Linked DNA regions of Rattus norvegicus: region 1 is linked to region 2. The links are chromatin contacts, called in public Hi-C maps. All regions are on one chromosome and are shown on one strand. Each heading gives the region's core, a stretch centred on a gene start, on an enhancer-like site or on the middle of the called end of the contact. The rest is flanking DNA. Distances are from core to core; before and after follow the strand shown.

Region 1 (5,207 bases), core at 173-2,672, 190 kb after region 2:
GACAATGGTATTCAGGCAAGACTGGGAGAGAAGGGAAGGGGGAATGGCTAAACTAGGCGAGGTTTTCGAGATCACGACTACAAATATATTAAGATAAACCACCAGCCCTTTATCAGAGCCTCACAGATTCGAGATTAAGAAAATATATTAAATTACATATGAGTATGCCTTGGTACCGGCACCCTCGTAACAAGGCAAGCTAGAAACAGGCTCTACAGAGAACACAATAGGAAGTCAATCAGAGGTTAGTAAACGAGATACTTTGCTGAAATAAATGGACCCTCACGAATTCATATCAAAGTTCCTTCAGTGACGTGTAACGTACTTCTGCAACCTTTGGGATAAAGAGCAGAGGCATTTGACGTACTAGCAAGCCCTCAGGACTATAAACAAGTTTAACGTTTCTAAGGAGATACTGAAAATGCAGCTGCCTCTGCCAATAAAAAAAAAGTCAGAAATGAGGCTGATGACCTATAAGAACAAGAATTCACTTCCGTAGTGCCGAGTTATAAGCAGGCAGAAGGTTAGGAGCCTTGGTCAAGGACAGCTAAGATAGAGACAGCAGGGAAGGGGTCAAGATCTGCTGTGGCTGGCTATTTCTCATTCGGCTAGGATCCATTATTCGTACGTCCACGGAAAGCAGTCCAAGGCTGTGGGAGGAGAATCTAATCCTTAGCAGACTATCTCACAATGTAGCTTCTTTCTCACTAACTAGCCAATGCTGCCGCCTTATGCAAAGCCTGCACCTCGTCGAGAACCTGCTTTACAGATGCAGGACGACGCCAATCGGCCTGGAGCGGTCACTGTTTCCTTTAGCTCCGCGGCAAGGGAAGTCCCGGTCCTCGAAACGTTTTTCAACCTCGTTCTGGGAAAGCGCCTCATCAATAATAAACCGCGAATACAATTCTAGGTTGGAAACTCCTGCTAAGCGGGGAGAAAGCAGGGCTCGGCGGCTCCTTGGCCTGCCTCGCCCGAATAACGGCGGGTGTAGGCGACTGGCAGCCTCGGGGCGGGAGCGGAGCGCGGCCCCCGCCGAGGAGGGGCCTCGGCGGAAGAGCTGGGGGCGGATTCCTTCCCGGCTCTCCGAGAAGCTCTAAAAATGGCGGGCGGCAAGCAAGCGAGCGGGTCGCGCAGGCGCCGAAGAGTCCGTCCTTCCGCTCGCCTCGGGCGGCCCACGAGCCGTCCACAGCGCCCTGGTCCTGACGTCTCCGCGGCTCGCCATTGGCAGAGCGCAGCAGGAGCTTCGTGCGGGGGCGGGGCCGCCACGCAAAGGCCACGTTTCCCGCTCCAGTGCTGCGCGTGCGCGCCCCCCGGAGGCGAGCGATAGCGCGCGCCCCCGTCCGAGGGCCCCTGCTCGCGCCTCAACTCCCTCCCCTTTCCGGGCAGGCCGGTCCTGTCAGCGAGGCAGTGAGCACCGCGGCCAGCAGAGGGCGGTCGGGACCCAAGTCTGCAGCGGCGCCATTGGCGTGTGGAAAATGCCACCAGATGGCGGGTTAGGATTGCAGCTCCGTTGAAGGCGCGGCCCCCGCTCCCGAACCCCCGGCGACCACCCCGTAACAACCCCCCCACATCGGGAATAACACACCGGAGACTTTTGGGGGGAAACTAGGTCGACGGCCGACAGCGCCCGGATGGGCAGCTGAGGTGAGCGCGGGCGGCGGCGGCGGCGGCGGGGGGCGGGAAAGGGGGAATGCGGCGGCAGCGGCGCGGGGGCTGGAAGCGCCGATCCAAGATGGAGGCCGGGCGAGAGCCTGGGAGCGCGAGCGGCGAGCGGGCGGGCCGGCGCGGGCCCCGCGCGGGGGAGGGAGGCCGCGCGGGCCTGTGCGCTGCGCGGCGGCTGCGGGCGGCCGAGCGCCCGGGACCTGCTGTGGGCGCGGCGGGCGCTCCGCTCCCTCCACCCCTCCCGCGGGCCGCGAAAACGGTGCCCCCGCCCGCCCGGGCTCCACGGCGGTAGCGCGGAAGCCTTTGTGGCGCGCTCGGGCCCGCCGCCAAGCCCGCCCTCCGCCCCCCCCGCCCGGGCTCTCGGGACTCGCCCGCGCCCGGGCCAGCCTAGGCGGGCTGGCGCGAACGCCTTCCGCCGCCCTGCGTTTCTGCGGTGCTTTAGCGGCGGCGGCGGCAGCGTCACATGACAACGAGCTCGCTTCTGCCGAGGGTCCTGGGGGTCGCTCAGTCCTACTGCTGGTCCAGGCCTCTGGTGGCTGGGGTGGGGCAGGGGGCTGAGGACCCCGGCCGACGGGGCGTCGCAGCCTGGCTTTCCCGCTATCTGTCGTCCGAGCCCGGGACGGGGCCTCCTGGTGAAACGTGTCCAGGCCGGAGCACTGCCCCGCTAGTTTCCCAATCCCCCGGGAGATGAGGCCAATAAAAGTTGTTTTTCCTCTTCCCCGAAGGTGGGGGGCGGGATAAAGAGCTGGGAAACCCGAGGGCTTGGAGTTGGACCTGAGCCTCACTTGGAGGGGTCCGAACCGAGTGCTGTTTGTGTGCAGTAGAGACCACAACATTTTCTGGTTTTCGGATTGTCACGTCACACGCTTTTGCCTACATTAGAATTGTTACTGATTCTTTCCACATTGTAGACAGTCGTGTCCTGGGAGTGTTAAGCTGTGGGATGGTTTTGGAGCCCTATAGACCCCAAATAGTGCACTTTGTGGTACCTAGTTATTTGCTGTTGAAGTTGGTGTTAAGACGAGGGGTATGTGATTCTCTCCTGGTTGTGCTTAGACAGCTATATTTTACACCTAGCAAAAGTAGTGTTTGTGAAAGTACCAAAATCCGCATAAAGTTGTACAATGTGTAACTTAAATGGAATTTGTAACTTTACCTTTAGGTTTCACAGTGTATTTTTTTTATAGAAATTGCAAATTCGGATGGCTAAGCTCTCTTATGGAAATGTACAAAACAGTGGGAATAAAAACGGTTCGTGAATGATGGGTGATGGATGGTCTTATAATGTATATAAATCGAGGCTAAAAGTTTGATCAAGAAATACTGAAAGAACAAGAAATGATATTAAATTGTTTTTAATTATGGGGTATGTAACAATTTTTTTACCCAAATAAACTCAGAGAAACCCCACAGGTGTTTTTTTTTTCTTTGCATTTTAAAACTATACTTTGGAGTGCTTTATGTTGGTCTATGCCTGTAATTCTGGTTACTCAGGAGCCAGAGGCAGGGGGAATCACAAGTTGAAGTTAGCATGGACATTTTATGAGATACTGTCTTTAAAAAAACAAAACAAATAGAGGTCAGGTATGGTCATCTTTTGAAGAGATTAATACAATTACTGTGTGGTTACTCCCTCCACAACCAACAGGATCTCATTGTGTAGCCCAGGCTGGTCTTGAGATCACTATACAGTCTAAGGTGGCCTTTAATTTAGGGCAGTTCTTTTCTTCAGCCTATGGAGTGCCTAGATTATAGGTGCCAGGCCAGCCAATTACTGAATGGCTCTTTTGTTTTTTGATTTTTTTTTTCCAGAAAGGACTTTGGATGTAGTTCAGGATGGCCTTGAATTTATAGCAATTCTTCTGTTTTATACTTTGAAATGCTGGGATTACAGCCACTTTTGGCTTTGAAAGGTTTTTTTTTTTTTTGGTTTTTTGTTTTTGTTTTTTTAAAACTCAAGCTGTGCTGCAAGGGGTGAGCACTGAAGTTTCTTGAGGCGTCCCCTAGGTTTGTGATCTTGTTTACTTTTTACCGTCCTCCTTTCTAAAGTTGAGGAAAGCCAGTGGTTCTTTTACACATTGAAAACCCTTTTAGTTATAACTTTTAAAAATTTATAGTTACAATCTCTGCTTTACTTGCCTGATTATAGGTGGATATATCTTAATTATCTTAGTACTATAGGAGATCTAATGCATCTTTGTTAGCTTTTGGCCAAAGCCTGTAATTATTATTATTTTATTTATTTTTGACATATAGTCTTAATAGGCAGCAGTTCACAAAATGGCTACTGTAGTAATCAGTGTCTCTGACTTCTGTCCCTAATTACTATAGATTTGAAGACTGCTTTCAGAAGTTAACCTGATTAGGTCAGCCCCCCAGATAACCTTTTATTTAAATTCAGTTAACTATAGGGACATTAATTACACATACAAAAATTACCCTTTTCCCTCTCTAGTATAATCATAGGAAAGTTATCTTGGTATATTTACAGAATCTCTCCCACTTTCAAGGAAAAGATAGTGTGAGTATCATTTATTTATTTCTAATGGGGAGAGAAGCATCTTCAGTGACCCTTTTAGAATCTGAACATAAGGAAAAGACAAAGCTAAAACAGTCACCACTTCCCCACCCTTTCTCTTCTCCCTTCCTCTCCCTTCCTCTAATTTTTTCAGTGTTTGCACTACTAGGTATGAACCCAGGGTCTGGTATATGTTAGAATGGCCACATTCTCTGTCCCTGTTTTTATTTTCAAATAAGACAGAATGAGTATCTCAGGCTGGCCTTGAACTCCTGATTCTCCTACCTCTGTCAATCAAATGTTGGGATTACAGCCGTGCCCCACTGCCATCTTTAAATTTTATTTTCCTTACAATTTTTTTTTCTGCTTGTGAACATGCTGCTCATATGAAGACCAGTAGATAACTTAAAGGATTTGATTTTCTCCAACATGTGTGATCTGTGATTAAATTTAAGATTTTCAAGATTGTCAGCAAGTGCCATCTGCTGAGTCTTGTACCCCCTGCCCACCTCTCAATCCTTGGGGGGGGGGCATAGGGTTTCATTATGAAACGTATAAAAAATGCTCTCGTATAAGCCATAGAATGAGATGGTTCTTAATGTAGCAGGTAGGGTTTTATGTCCAGAGAAGGCAGAGTTGGGGTTCCTGTCATTTGGTAGTTACAGTGCAGGATCCAAGGTGAGCTGTGCTGCACCCCCTAAATGCTTCACTCAGGTTTTTCTTGAGGAAGTTACCCTCCCTCCACCCCTCCCTCCAGTGTTGTGCATGAGCTTGTGTACATTCGGTGGTGTGCTATGGTGTGTGTGCAGAAGTCAGATGGCAGGTACATGATTGGACTTCCTGGGGCTTCCAGATTGTGAGAGTTGGTGGCAAGTTCCTTTACCTGCTGGACCATCGTGGATCTACATGCACTCTTCAAAGGCTCTCTTCACCAGTCAGTATTTGAAGGACATCTCAAGTTCCACCTCCCTGGTAGATTTTGTTGTGTATTTTAGAAATGTAAGTTTTATTTAGTGTGTGCGTGTGT
Region 2 (5,457 bases), core at 1,682-4,181:
AAAAGAGGCAGAAAAAGAAAAATGGAAAATAAAAACAGATGGAAGAAACAAAAATAAAATCATTAACCAATATACAACTGCATCAATCATTATATTACATGTTAAAGGACTAAACATACTATTTTTAAAAAAGGCAGAGATTACCAGAAGTGACTTACACAAACACAAAATAAGTCAAAACAGAAAACCAAATCAAGTGTCTATAAGAGACACACTTTAAACAAGAACACAGAGCTTTACAAAGGATAAACCATACAAGCAACGAACAAAAAGAACTGAATATTATCAAAGACAAAAAGAAACACATCATGATGCTGAAAGGCTTACTTAAGAAGATCCAGAAATCGTAAATGTGTATGCATTCAAAATGCATGGAAGGTTTCTGTGTGACGGTGCACTCCTTTAATCTCAGCACCCAGGAGGCAGAGACAGGTAGATCTGTGAGTTTCAAGCTAGCCTGGTCTACAGAGTGAGTTCCAGGACAGCCAGAGCTACACAGTGAGACCTTGTCTCAACAAATAAGGAAATAAAAAAAGCATGGAAAGGTAACAAAAGGGAGAAACAGATGTAGCCACATTCATAGATTCTTTACAGCCTTCTCTCAACCAAGTAGCAGGCAGAAGTCAGGGCGGACTCAGTGATCTCAATCAATACACAAGCATCCTCACAACAGCCCCGGCACTTAGCTCTGCTACTGTCAGCTAGCATTATTATGGCTACTCAGAAATATTAGAGACAGGAGAGCTTGTATTAGGATAGAAAGGTGTTGGGGCACCCTGAAGACCGGATTAAAGGGAGAGTTATTCCTCTTGCACAGACCCAAAACAAACCACACAGGCGTTACAAGAGTAGCTTCATTGTAACTGCAGGCTGGCTAGGGAACTCCAGCAGTGTGTTGACTACAGACAGAGCTCGTCCTGATACACTGGAGCAACTGACTGCTAACTCCCCACCAGATAGAACTGTGACATCCTCAAGGTGACAGGGGTGAAAGGGTTGCTCTGCTTCCTTTGTTCTTTCTTGCTTTGATTGTGCTGCTTGGTGTGGTTGAGATCGACGAGGCCTCTGAAGATCTCACATATGTGAGCTACTGAGGCCCGTCTTTACTCTTCTCCCTCCAGGGTGCGGGTACACAGGGCCTACACATACCCAGAGGCTCAGAGCTGTGGTCCACGTTTTCAAGAGAAAAATAAGCATCATTGGCTTATGGGTCACTGAAAGGACAGCTCTGTGAGCAGTCGCTATAAAGGTCCAGACTGTTGTCCAAGGCAAAGCAAATCCCATGCCACATGATCTTCAAATTTGAGAATCATGAGACTCTGCATAGGGATTGAGAATGCAGTTTTGGGTCAGAACATGTTACTGGACAGAGCCGCTGTTAGAATTGGGACAGCCGAGAGTACTCAGGAGGCACCTTGAAAGATTAAGATTGCATGACTCTTGAAACCGTAGGCACCCTGGGCTGAACAACACAGCCACCGTCTTAGTAATGACAGGTCTGGGGGGAACAGCTTAATGGCCTGCCAGAGCCTCAGGATGTCATCCAGACCTTCTCATCAGGAGTTATTGTGACCTGAGTGTATCCTCAAAAACCACATACTGGAAACAAAAGCCCAGCAAAACAGGGTTGAAACAGTAACCGTGGGAGGTGATGAGGTCCCCACTTCATAAATGTAGGCTATAAGGCCTTAAGTCAGCTGGTGTGAAATTTCATTCTATCAGTTAGTTCTATCACATTTAACCATGTTGTAATAGCAAGAAGATCTTTACCCATAAGCCCTTTCTGTCTTCATTCCACCACCACCATCCCCAGCCTCCAGAGCCACTGAACGTCTACTCTCTATCAGTGACCTAGTCTGTAGTATTTTATTACAGCACCACAGACTGAGGCAAGCGAAGTCCCATTGGCGTTTGCTCCACTCTCTGCATATCTTCACAAACCATGAAGAAAGTGTCCATGCCCCCCAAACCCCTCTAGGGCCCATGATGCATCTGGCCAGCATCATACTGAAAGGTATAAGAATGCTCTTACCAAGGTGTCAGGAAGGACAACAGCGGGGCAGCAAGAATAGCGGAGCAGCTGGCCCATCTTCCAGACGGAGAGCAGTGCAACCACAAGAATCAGCACGAAGCCAACAAATGCAAACAGAGCCAGTGCCAGCGGAAGAGACTCTCCTGTGGGCAGAGCACAAGTGAAGTCTTGGGAACAGCAGGGACGGGGGAGCCACCAGGAACCCCTTCCCCAGAGTTTCCTAGGGATGCACTCAGGCCGAGCCACAGGTGACAGCACCATGAGACTGGTGTATCCTCCAATGGCTACAGTGACCCCCATTCTTCTGGAATCTCATGGAGAGTGTTTTTTTTTTTCCCAGAAAGCCACAATTACCATTCCAGTCCTGGGAAGGGGAGGGGGGAATGTAAGACGTTGCCCATGGTAGCGTGTACCTGGCACTACTGCCAGAGGAAGGCGGGCTGCCAGGCCGCAGGCAGGATGAGGAGGAGGAGCTGCAGCAGAACAGCCTAGAACAGGGCTGGGTGGGAGCCAAAAACAACGTGTTTCGCAATTTGCTCTTGGCGTGGACTCTTATGATGGAGGAAAATATTAAGTCCCCTAAACCATCACACCATAACTGACAGATCAAGGTTCTATTACACATGCTAGGTTCTACTTCATCCCCCAGCACTCTGATAAGGTCTAGGCCTCTCTCCTCAGGGTGAGGACCTCTTTCATGGAAGAGGATGCTATCTATGCTCAAGACGGACTAATGGCCTATGCCAGGATTCACAGGTAGGTCTAACTCCAAAGCCTGTGACGAGTTTGCTAACAAATATAGCAAAGAGCACCAGGTCCGAGCATCTGGAGGCAGAAGAGAGGCTGAGCTGGACCCCCACCTCTCTGTTCTAACCTCAAACGCCTGTTTATCATCTCCTGCCTGAGCCTCTTACCCACAATGTGACTCAGCTCATGTGGCTGAGGCATGTGGGGTGGGGCACACGCATTGTTTCACTTTTGGAAAATATTTTGGCAGAAGACATCAAAAAAAACGTACAACGTTCATATCCTTCCAATCCCCTCCTGTGATGTCCATTCCCAGAAAACCATTCCAAGGAAGGAAACAAGTATGTACCTCAGTAAGTGCACAAGGAATGTGCAGACGAGGGCCACAGGCTACCACCAATCTCCTTCCTGCCCAGCAGTGTGCTGCGGTTCATGCATCCCTGTGTGCTGTGACTCTGCTCGAAGTAACCCCCCCCCACACACACACACATGCACCTCACGTGTTATTAGCTGGCTGTTTGCCTCCATAACTGGAAGGCATGGACTCCCTTTTCTGCCCCAGTGGACAGGCCAAGATTTGGCATGTAGTCAGTACTCTGCAAACACCAAAATAAAGAGGAGAACAGCATCTTCCAGAGCCAATGGGAATGATTTAAATGCCAAACACACCAGGCTGATGGAAGATATTATGGAACATTGGCATGGTAGGTTAACAGTTCAGCCATTAAAAGAAGGAACAGGGGGCTGGAGAGACGGCTCAGTGGTTAGAGCACTGACTGCTCTTCCAGAGGTCCTGAGTTCAATTCCCAGCAACCACATGGTGGCTCACAGCCATCTGTAATGAGATCTGATGCCCTCTTCTGGTGTGTCTGAAGACAGCGACAGTGTACTCATATACATTAAATAAATAAATCTTTAAAAAAAAAAGAGAGAGAGAGAGAAGAAGAAGGAACAGGATAGACAGATTGCGGTTTGACCAATAATGGAAAATATTTGGAGAGTAAATGGTATCACTATCAATAAAGATATACTTGCACATATTGGCTTACTGTGTGTCTTTAAAAAGCAAGGTAAGCCAGGCATGGTGGCATAATCCTTTAATCCCAGCATTTGGGAGAAAGAAGCGAGTGTATCTCTGAGTTCTAGGCCAGCCTCATCTACAATAGTGAGTTTCAGGGCATCCAGACCTACATAGTAAGATGCTGTATCAAAGAAGATGAAGAAAAAGAAAGGAAAAAGGAAATGGAAGACATACACTGGCCAATGTGCTACAAGGGATAGCAGAAACAGGAAAAAGGTAAAGGGAACACTTGAGTCCCTTAGTTGAGAAGTGTTGGAAAGTACAGAAAACGCCGAAAGAATAAGTGAAGAATTTGCCTGCAAAAATGTATCTGTGACTTTCCTCAGTGTTGTGATCAAATGCCTGACAAGAAGCAAGCAAAGGGAGGGAGAGTTTATTTTGACTGGTGCTCTGAGGATGCTTCCCATCCTGGCAGGAAGGTGTGGTCATGGGGACAGTTCTCAGTTGTGGCTGCAGGAACAGGAAGCTGTATGTTTACATTCCCCATGGCTCAGGAAACAGGACAGGGAGTGGGGTTGAGCTCTAAACCTCAAGGTCCACCTCTCAGAGAACCACTTTATCCACCTAGGCCCCACCTCCCAATGGTTTTACGACCTCCCAAATAGTGCCATCAGCCAGGCACTAATTGTACAAACACATGAGCAAGTGGGGAGACACTCTATCCAAACTGTAACAGCCAGTCTCTTGAGCATCCTGAAGAAGGCTAGAGGAATGCCTACATCTTATAGTTCTATATTGTTTGGATTTTTCATAAGTTCAACAAGTAATTTTTTAAGTACCAAGAAATGTTACTCAGAAGGTGTTTATGGAAAATGTTACGAATGTATTTGTGAAAAACAAAACAGATATAACTGTGGGATGATATCATACAGGTGGTGCAGGTACAAGATAGAAGGAGGCCTGTTGTTGGACAAGAAGGAAGGATGAGCGAGAGAAAAGTTTGAGGGAAGAGGAGGAGACTGGGAGGGAAGCAGTGGAGACAACATGGAGGCTGATGTTAAGATTCCACTCTGTGTATTTACAGGTTGTTATGCATGTTCTAAAGGGATGCATGTGTACAGGGCTTTGTATGTTTAGGTGGGCAGTTATATCTTATCAACTGGATCAGAGGTTATTGTGTTGTGTGTTCTTTCTAGTGGAGAATTGAGTCGGGGAGAGTGTTTGGTGGCAGACACTGGGCCGCCACAGAGTTGAGATGTGTGTTTCTGGCAAGATATCTCCCAGATACCTTGGGGCACTGCAGTGCTGAATCTAGTGGAGGAAAAGACAGCCTTTTTGTAAGTTTACAATAACATATAACATGTATGTCCTAATGTGCTACAGCATGTCTTCATATGGGTGATAACTGAAGGGTCACAATTCTTTAGAGGGCATTTTCAACAGTGTCAAAGTTAAATGCATGTCTTTTGACCCAGGTACTTTACTTCCAGGAATTTATCATTCAAACACATGCATACTTACATACATACATACATACATACATACATACATACATACATACATACATACAGCAAAAGTGATTATACATAAGGAAATTTTGGTGGGGGGAAAATAACCCTAACAATAGCAGATCAGTTAAATTAAACAATACACATAT

What was found. A called contact is a pair of places that touch in the nucleus more often than the background predicts.
Region 1: a contact with region 2 is called in a Hi-C map of the A7r5 cell line, with 7 times the contacts expected there. The contact joins the promoter of Stag1 here to the enhancer-like site in region 2. A contact is called at or near these places in 9 of 12 Hi-C or Micro-C datasets (the A7r5 cell line, the Rat2 cell line, frontal cortex and 5 more) and 1 of 1 datasets of contacts at active chromatin or transcription factors (oligodendrocytes).

What each region holds. Positions count from the first base shown.
Region 1 is chr8:110,056,634-110,061,840 of GRCr8, forward strand. Stag1 (STAG1 cohesin complex component) reads left to right here and starts at 1,423. Exons shown (of 31, transcript NM_001108179.1): 1 at 1,423-1,644.
Region 2 is chr8:109,861,985-109,867,441 of GRCr8, forward strand. It overlaps Il20rb (interleukin 20 receptor subunit beta), which reads right to left. Exons shown (of 7, transcript NM_001173438.1): 6 at 2,033-2,175. Among named protein-coding and RNA genes, the nearest start is that of Il20rb, 24 kb to the right of the region's middle. Within about 2 kb of position 2,932, at least 33 of the 93 cell types and tissues checked have an H3K27ac peak or open chromatin away from gene starts, as enhancers often do. A contact at or near this core is called in the A7r5 cell line, where this site is marked.